Linked DNA regions of Mus musculus: regions 1 and 2 are each linked to region 3. A link is a contact called in public Hi-C and HiChIP or PLAC-seq data. All regions are on one chromosome and are shown on one strand. The core of a region is the stretch at or near the end of the contact, and the rest is flanking DNA. Distances in the headings are between cores, read along the strand shown. Region 1 overlaps Gm33987 (a long non-coding RNA gene). Region 2 has its middle 24 kb from the start of Gm33987. Region 3 holds the start of Abcd3 (ATP-binding cassette, sub-family D (ALD), member 3).

Evidence for each region. A called contact is a pair of places that touch in the nucleus more often than the background predicts. HiChIP or PLAC-seq counts read pairs in DNA pulled down with a chosen protein or histone mark.
Region 1: a contact with region 3 is called in a Hi-C map of liver, with 2.6 times the contacts expected there. The contact joins the enhancer-like site here to the promoter of Abcd3 in region 3. A contact is called at or near these places in 4 of 39 promoter capture datasets (the 3T3-L1 cell line, cranial neural crest and liver), 14 of 484 Hi-C or Micro-C datasets (colon epithelium, epidermal suprabasal cells, liver and 3 more), 11 of 115 datasets of contacts at active chromatin or transcription factors (bone marrow-derived macrophages, differentiating embryonic stem cells, embryonic fibroblasts and 6 more) and 2 of 9 other capture datasets (adipose tissue and pancreatic islet).
Region 2: a contact with region 3 is called in an H3K4me3 HiChIP or PLAC-seq map of intestinal villus epithelium, with 6 times the contacts expected there. The contact joins the enhancer-like site here to the promoter of Abcd3 in region 3. A contact is called at or near these places in 9 of 39 promoter capture datasets (the 3T3-L1 cell line, the HPC-7 cell line, cranial neural crest and 4 more), 1 of 15 datasets of contacts at CTCF or cohesin (the NIH/3T3 cell line), 18 of 484 Hi-C or Micro-C datasets (beige adipocytes, colon epithelium, embryonic fibroblasts and 7 more), 12 of 115 datasets of contacts at active chromatin or transcription factors (bone marrow-derived macrophages, differentiating embryonic stem cells, embryonic stem cells and 6 more) and 1 of 9 other capture datasets (adipose tissue).

Annotation. Positions count from the first base shown.
Region 1 is chr3:121,852,755-121,855,454 of GRCm38.p6, forward strand. Gm33987 (a long non-coding RNA gene) reads left to right here. Exons shown (of 4, transcript XR_867607.2): 3 at 1,523-1,859; 4 at 2,315-2,417. Among named protein-coding and RNA genes, the nearest start is that of Gm33987, 3.0 kb to the left of the region's middle. Within about 2 kb of position 1,312, at least 19 of the 459 cell types and tissues checked have an H3K27ac peak or open chromatin away from gene starts, as enhancers often do. A contact at or near this core is called in colon epithelium, differentiating embryonic stem cells, hepatocytes and 3 more, where this site is marked.
Region 2 is chr3:121,873,384-121,876,083 of GRCm38.p6, forward strand. No RefSeq gene overlaps it. Among named protein-coding and RNA genes, the nearest start is that of Gm33987, 24 kb to the left of the region's middle. Within about 2 kb of position 1,363, at least 36 of the 459 cell types and tissues checked have an H3K27ac peak or open chromatin away from gene starts, as enhancers often do. A contact at or near this core is called in colon epithelium, hepatocytes, intestinal crypt epithelium and 3 more, where this site is marked.
Region 3 is chr3:121,814,049-121,816,748 of GRCm38.p6, forward strand. It overlaps Abcd3 (ATP-binding cassette, sub-family D (ALD), member 3), which reads right to left and starts at 1,254. Exons shown (of 23, transcript NM_008991.3): 1 at 961-1,254. The coding sequence starts at 1,070.

The sequences.
Region 1 (2,700 bases), core at 62-2,561, 39 kb after region 3:
AAAATCCTGAATCCCTGTACTCATTCAACAATGACATCCAGTGTCCCCTTTCTTAAATCCTGCAGTGACCACACTGCTATGCTTTCTATCTCTGTACGTTTGACTGTTGTAGACATCTGAGTGAGATCATTGAATATGGACGGCTCCTGTTGTGTCTGGCCTATTTCATGTATCATGTTTTTAAGGCTTCTCTATACAATAGCATATGTCGGAATTTCATTCTTTTTCACTAGGGAATCCTTTTTTAAGAAGGTGGGGCTGTGAGTGTGGGTCAGCTGTAGAGTACCTGCCTTGCAAGCATCAGCATTTTAAAATGGGAATTCATCAATGAGTGAACAGCTAAACAAATACCACATTACATACAACTTTTGTTTATTTGCTAATAGGCGTTTGGGCTACTCCAGTCACTAGGGTAAGAATTAACTGGTGAAGGGGCTGGAGATATCGATAGCTGGTTAGGAGCACGGACTGCACTTGAAGAGAAACCAGGTTCAATTTCTAGCACCCACATGGCAGCTTACAATCATCAGTAACTCCAAACAAACAAACAAAAACATTAAAAAACAAACCTGTGAGGTTACTATTATTTCCATCTTCAGATGAAAAAACTTAAAGCTAAGATAAATTAAAGCACCAGTTTTTACTAGTATACACTTAATAATTCTACTATCTCTAATTTTTTTCAAGGCAGAGTTTCTCTGTGTAGCCCTGACTGTCCTATAACTTGCTTTATAGACCAGACTGACCTTGAACTCAGAGATCCACCTGCCTCCACCTCCTGAATGCTGGGACTAAAGATATGCACCACCATAGCCCACCTGTCTATCTTTAAGTGAGAGCTTAGAAATATTAAATTCACTATGCTGCATGAGTGTGAGAATGTCTACAGGTTGGACTGGGGTCAGGAACTCTTTGTAGGCTATGACCCGCACTCCACATCTTAGGGGTATGAGAGATTTAAATAGACGATCAGCTTTAAGAACCCTGATGTGAGGGAGGAGCAATGAGACTTATTGCAGACTGATTATGTAAGAGTTGGTAGGACCAGCCTTTCCCACAAGAGAGATCATATGCTAAGCAAAACACCTACTTCAAAACAAGTAGGCAAAGAAGCAAAGAGCTACCCAAGCACTCCCTACAGTCTGAGTCTGCTCGGCAGGAGGCAGCTCTAGAGGTGGGATGGGTGTTTTCCCTGCCTGAAATCTGTCTGTGCAGTTAGCTTTTTAAATCAAATGGAATGACAGTGCCTGGAACAGCTGGCTCTCTAAAGAACCATGTGGGTGATGTGAGTGACAGGTGACCCTTGGATCCTCACTTCACATTCCCTGAATCATTGATCAGCACCAGGTAACCACAGCCCATGTTTTCAGCACTCCAATTCCTAGTGTGATTCTGTTGAGGTCTGGGTAGATAAGGACCGGAACAGTTGTGAATTCACCTGTGCAAATAGAATGCAAATCAGGAGCCTATAGGGTCTGAAGTCTATGCAAACAAGACCTTTCTTTCTCTTTTTGAATCTCAGATCCTGGAATTCTGGCACAAAGCAATCTCCCAAGTATGTGAAAGAGTGGTCCGCAGAATGGCATGGATCCAAAAGACGTGAGCTACTGGGACTAAGTTTAAAAACAGCTTTTCATTTGGGAGCCACCATATGGTTGCTGAGGATTGAACTCAGGACCTCTGGAAGAGCAGGCGGTGCTCTTGAAGAGCACTTAAGGATAAGAACCACTGAGCCATCTCCCCAGTCCTCTCCCCTCTTTCTCCCCCTCCTCCCCCCCTCCAAGGGAAACACTAGACTTTGTGTGCACTGCAAAACTGGGAGATGGAGGACTTAAGGAAACTCAGCTCAAGCAGATACTGTAAGTACAAGACAGGAGAGAAGTAATCAAAAGGTTGGAGGAATGAATTCTAATGTCCTACTGCACAGTGGGGGGGGGGTGATATATTAGTATATATTTACAGTAATTCTAAACTTTATAAAGAGCTAGGAGTTTGAAACTTCTCTCTCTCTCTCTCTCTCTCTCTCTCTCACACACACACACACACACACACACACACATACACACAAATAATCACAAATATTTAAAGAGAAAGGACTGGGGATGACCCCAACACACAGAAGGCAGAGGTAGGTAGATTCCTATGAGTTTGGGGCCAGCCTGATTTACATAGTGAGACCCTGTCTCCAAAAATATTTTTTAAAATGAAAGGAAAGAGATGCTAATCATCTCTATGCTGAAAATTGCTTTATAATAGTGACATTGTTTGCCAAACTGTGAGCTCTTTAATGTAGGCTTTTTGTTCATCTTTACAGCCCTTTCTTAAGTCTGCATTTCAAGGCTAGTCATATGACTACATGAAAGTGTAACTCAGAGAAAGTTAAAAGATGGACTGTGGGGGGCTGGTGAGATGGCTCAGCGGTTAAGAGCGCCACTGCTCTTCCAAAGGTCTTGAGTTCAAATCCCAGCAACCACATGGTGGCTCACAACCATCTGCAACGAAATCTGATGCCCTCTTCTGGAGTGTCTGAAGACAGCTACAGTGTACTTACATATAATAAATAAATAAATGTTTAAAAAAAAAAAAGATGGACTGTGAGCTTTCTTACAGAGAATCTACCAGAAAAAAGGAAGAAAAGAGGGTAAGTGGGGGAAGGAGGGAGGAGAAATGAGAGAAATTTAAAGTAACGGAGAGAAGAAA
Region 2 (2,700 bases), core at 113-2,612, 59 kb after region 3:
AGTGAGAGGAGGAGGGAGAGGAGGAGAAGTAAAACAGGGGAGGGGGAGGGGGAAGAGAAATTCACGTTGTATGCCATTCTTTCTAACATTCCTTTAATGGTGCACTTCCAAGGTCCAAACATCTCCCATCCTGTCTTATGCCTGCTGTACATCTGCAACTCAAAATCTGAAAGTTCAGGGTAGGAAGTAAAAATGTATCAGTCCTTTTGGATCCCCTTCATCCTTCCTTTCCCAAAGGCACAAAACCAGTGCTTCCTCCCCAATTCTCCATTAGAGTAAGGAGATGTTGTAGTTCTAAGCCTGATTGGGTGAAACCCACTATGCAGAGTATGGTTAAACAAGTGTCTATTTAGAACACACTTCTCATTCTGAGGCCTGAGGTGACAAGGTTTGAAAGCAGGAGGTTAAGGGAAAAAAAAAGAATATTCTTGATCAATGGAGCACGAAGACTGACCTGCAGTAGGTCAGAGAGCTCCAAGGAAGCTGGGCATCTGCCCACCCTGACTACCTCCATTGAACCTGCAGTGCTGATCGCTCCATCAGGCAGTTCAGAGACATAAGGCAATAGGAACACTATTCCTACAAGTAGGCTCCCTCTTTAATGTTCAATATTCTAGTATTTAAGATTAAAAAAAAACAATTTAGGGAGAGACGGATCCTTGTGGACAGGCAAGAAGATTAATCCATAGTACAGAAGTTATAAGAAGGTTAGAAGAAACTCCTAAGATCTAAGGACAGGGACAATATTAATTATAAGGGTAAGGCTGGAGAGATGGCTCAGCAGTTAAGAACATTGGCTGTTCTTCCAGAGGACCAGAGTTCAATTCCCAGCACTCATATGAAAGCCAACAACCATCTGTAATTCCAGTTCAGAAAAACTGATGCCCTCATCTGGCCTCTGTGGGCATCAAGCACATACCTATTGTACAGATACAACTAAATAATAATAATAATAATAATAATAATAATAATAATAATAATAATATCTCTATGAGGTTTTACCATGAAATAAAGTCCTCAGTGCACTTCTGGAAAAGTCACGGCATTTTGAAGCAAAACCATTATGTGTGATAAATAAACTGTGGTTTTCACCACATTGTCATTTCCACTTCCCAGTAGAGGTGCCTCTAAGAGGAAGGGACGATGCCTAGAATTCTAGCACATAGCAGCAATGACACTATCTGAGGTCCACAGAAGAATGAGAGGCCAAGGAAGACACAATTAATATTGAAAAACAGCTCCTGAAAGACCACTCAGGAACACAAGACAAAATCTTTCCATATCCTGAAAGAGAACTATGACCTCTGGGGAGGAGCTGGTATTTGAACCACAAATGGATCACAGCCAGACACCTCACTCCACCCCAAGCAGGATGGAAGAGGCAATTGCCATATGTGTGTCAAAGATCAAGGCCACATTTTCCAGAGTGTGGTCTTGAGTCAGCACATAGAGGGCACACTGCCAAATCTCTATTACATAAAGCTCACTAAGCTGGGGAAATGTCCCCACAACTGATTAACAAAAGGATACAACTCCAATATGGAAGCAATACTTGTAAGCCAGTAAATAATAATGATAAATGATAACGAAAAAAAAGATAGTTTACCTCCAAGTAGAATATACTAAAGAGGGTCTATGTATAAAGGGGTTGGTTGAACATGTGTGATTTAAGGAAAATGAAAGGTATAATTCAATTATCTGGGGATATGTGTATCTCAGATTACAACTTCTAGCCCTAAAACAACAATTAGAGAAGAGGCTGCAGGGACTCTGATCGGGTTTGGTCAGGAGAGCAATAGACGTCATTCTAAAGAAAACCTGTCATAGGCAGTCAGTTACACAGGGAGTAACTTGGGGCAACAAATACTTTGAACTTTCCTTCCCTCTCTAATCTCTGCCAAACTTTCCCCTGGTTGAACCCTAGTTGGAGCCAAAGGACATGAATGCCAGGTTGTTGAAGCACACAGAGATCACACTGGCAGGGCGAGAGTTAGGTGGAGAAAGGAGTGCCTATGAAATACAATCAGAATGTATGCCAACGCCAGGGAAAAGAACCTGAATGTGTGAATCACAGAGGAGTGGATGCCAATAGGTCTGATGGCCACCAGGACTGACTCCATTTCTTGAGTTCATTAAAGCTGAAATTCTAAATTGAGTCCTGGATTTAAGGACCTGCCTGGGTAAAGGAGACTTGAGTCTACCTGTTCCATTACATGATTATCTGGAGATCTGGGTCAAGTCTTGCTCCCATTGTTACCAAACTTTAGGTCACAGTGTGAATGAACCCCAAGAAGCCAAGTTTGATCACCTGTCCTTGAACAACCAATTAAAACAACCGAGTTAATAGATAAAAGAAGAAAAAGAACTATTCAATGTGGTCACATTGGGGAGAAGGACAAAGAGATGCAATGACCACCTTCCCCTAAAGTCCTGAAGTGAGGTTGGAATTTAATAGAGGGCTGAACTATGCACATCTAAGCAGTCCAAGTAAATGTGTGATCCCGTGCACCACTGACCCACCAATGTCTGGGCTTCAGTCTCACCCCATAAGGTAGTCTAACAAGTTGTAAATCTCTTTCCTAGGAAACAAGTTGCCCCACTCTGGCAGGGATCTTTTTCTTCTCTCAGCATGAAGGTCCTAGGGAATTTCTACTTCTCAGGAGCCAGTGTTTAAATGGTCTGACAAGCAGATAGCAGGAT
Region 3 (2,700 bases), core at 4-2,503:
CTGCAGCCAATGAGCAAGTCAAAGTAGATAAGACAGAAAATACTTCATGAAAGGATACATGGAGCTCTCTGCTAGTATTTTAGGCCAAATTCTAATAATAAGATAGTCCGAGCAAACCAAAAGCAGGAGACAATAAATAGTACCTACCCAGAGGGTTGATGAAATAAAATGCATGAAAGCATTATTCTAAGATTGGACACTAAATATCCAAACACTAGTAAGAATGCTTAGTTAGGAAGTAACCTTTTCTTTGTCGCTCGCTGAAATCAAATGGGCGACAAGAAGTTAAAATTGTGCCTGTAATCCCACCCCCAGAACTCAATTCTCCCTTCTTTCCTAATCTCCCAAAAGTTCAAAGTAAACTTTAACATTCTCTCCAGGCAGGTAGCTGTATGGTGTAATTAACAAGTGATCTTCACCTAAAACACACTTTCACCTTTCACCTATAAAGTCGACGGAGGAAACTTTGTCCTCCACACACCGCTGAGCCAATTCAACCTTTCCAAATGAGGGCATTCACTGACCAATTCCGGAAAAAGAGGGCACCGCTTTAGAAGAAAATCGTGCCCACTGGACCCAGAAAACCCCAGGAACGCCCCTGGCTACTATCCACCGCCACTACTCCGGAGTCGAGCTGGCGAGTAAAATGCCCATCCCGAACGAACGCAAACCTTAGCGTTCAGTGGCGATGAGATGGCAAAACCAGAATGCACCCATAAAGTTGACATGCACGGGGAGATGGTGAGGGGGCGCGGGGGCGCAGGGACGCGGCGTGTCCTCCTCCCTCCCGTGGTGTTGAGATTGCGCGGCGGCCGCCAGGCTGAGGGCCGCAGGGCTCCGGGACCGCTGGCCCGGTTCCGCGGGCACCCGCGCAGCTCGGGACCTGGGAGAGAAGGGCAAGGCGCGCGCCCGGAGCTCCCCGCTCGGGCCCGGGGAAGGCGGCGCGGCCGCGAGCCTCACCCGTGCAGGCCGAGGGCGCGACGCCGCTTATGGAGTAGGCAGAGCAGCAGGAACGCGGCCCCCGCCAGCGAGGTGTTCCGTGCCGTCAAGTACTTGCTGAAGGCCGCCATGGCACCGGCAGGGCGAGCGAGCCGCGGGATAGGGGACGCGCCGGCGACAACCTCAGTGCAGGAACCGCGGGGGAAACTGGGAGGATAGCTCGGCGCCGAGAGAGGGCGGGGCCGGCCGCGCGGGAACGCCCCCTGGCGCGCGCCGCCGCGCCGAGCCCACCGTGGACTTTGGCTTCCCGGGCGCGCGCGCGGGCGCGGGGCGATCGAAAGGGTCGTTCCCCGGGGGGACGCTCTGCGCACGCGCGGACCCCCGCGGACTCGGCCGGAAACGCGGCGGGCAGACAACGCTAGTCCTCCGCGCCGGTCTCCAGCAGCCCACGCTTCGGCCTTGCGATCTCTGCTTGCACACACCCTAGCTTTCTTTCACAAGAACTGGAAGAGCGGGCCGGGCCTGCGCCACGGACTCCGTGGGCCCTGCCCCTCCGCCACCCCCTGGATGGGTCGGTACCACCCTCTTAAAGAAGCCGGGGGAGGAGGGGAACGGCCCCATCACTAAAAAGGTCAATATTTGCAACTTAAGGAGTGAAGGGAGACCTGGAAAAGAAAGACTACAATCAGATAATCTTATTTCAAGTCGCCGTGGATTAGGTCTCTAGTTCTGTAAAATCGGTTTGGGAGGACGGGTCCACCACTCTGTTAATTTTTTTATAAAAATAATGTAGTGGGAAAAAGCTCAGAGTGCGTGACAAAAAGGAGTTTTAAGAAACAATTACTCTTTTTTGGTAGATATGTACAAGGATGGCGATAAAAAAATGTATTTCTTTATGTTAGGTCTGGTCAAAGAAAGTTTGAGAAACTCTGTTCTTTGCAAAGGGACATTCAGAAATAACAATCGTGCGTTGTATTAATGCTGGCCTTACTCCCAGAAGCAGACGAACTTTACAGATTACAGCATTCTTCTCCTGTCCCACCCCTATCATGCAGAAAGTGTTATCCCTAGCGTTTAGTCTAGCGCATGCACAATAACTTAATGAATGGCTGTTTTCAGTTTAAGAAACTGTCGAGAAGCAAGTGTCAGAAAGGAAGCTTCTAAAACCTCACAAAATATATAAATGTTGCCTACGCATAAAAGGAACCAATGAAACAGTGATGCCTAGGTGTTTTCTCTGTGTGAATGGTTAAATGGTTATGAGAATGGCAAAGACCACACACCGTGGTGTGTGCTGTGTGCAGGTGCTCAACAATCGTCAAAAGTCTAAGTTACGCAGAAGTAGAGCCTGTACCAAATCCTCCATATGCCGTTTGTGTGTTTTCCCATTACCCTGGGAATCACTTAGGTAATTAGGTATGCCTGGCACAGAGAATACAAGTATGAACAATCAATCCCTTATTCTCCAGAGGCTGGTGCAGAAGAAAAACATGAAGAAAAATATGGATGAGTTTAAGTGTCAGCTTAGAGAAGTGAACTAAGTGCTATGAGAATACCAATAAGAGAATTTAGAATTTTCCTAGAACTTTTCCTTAACACTTGACAAATAGGATGACGTCAAAGCTACACCCTAAGGCCAAAGGAGTCTGCTAGCAGGTGGGAGGACTTGGGTAGGCATTGTTTCACTAGTGAGTTGCAGCGCAGTATAAAAGCATTGGAAACTTGGGGGAGAAGAGTTTGTAATAATGAAAGGAGAGTTCC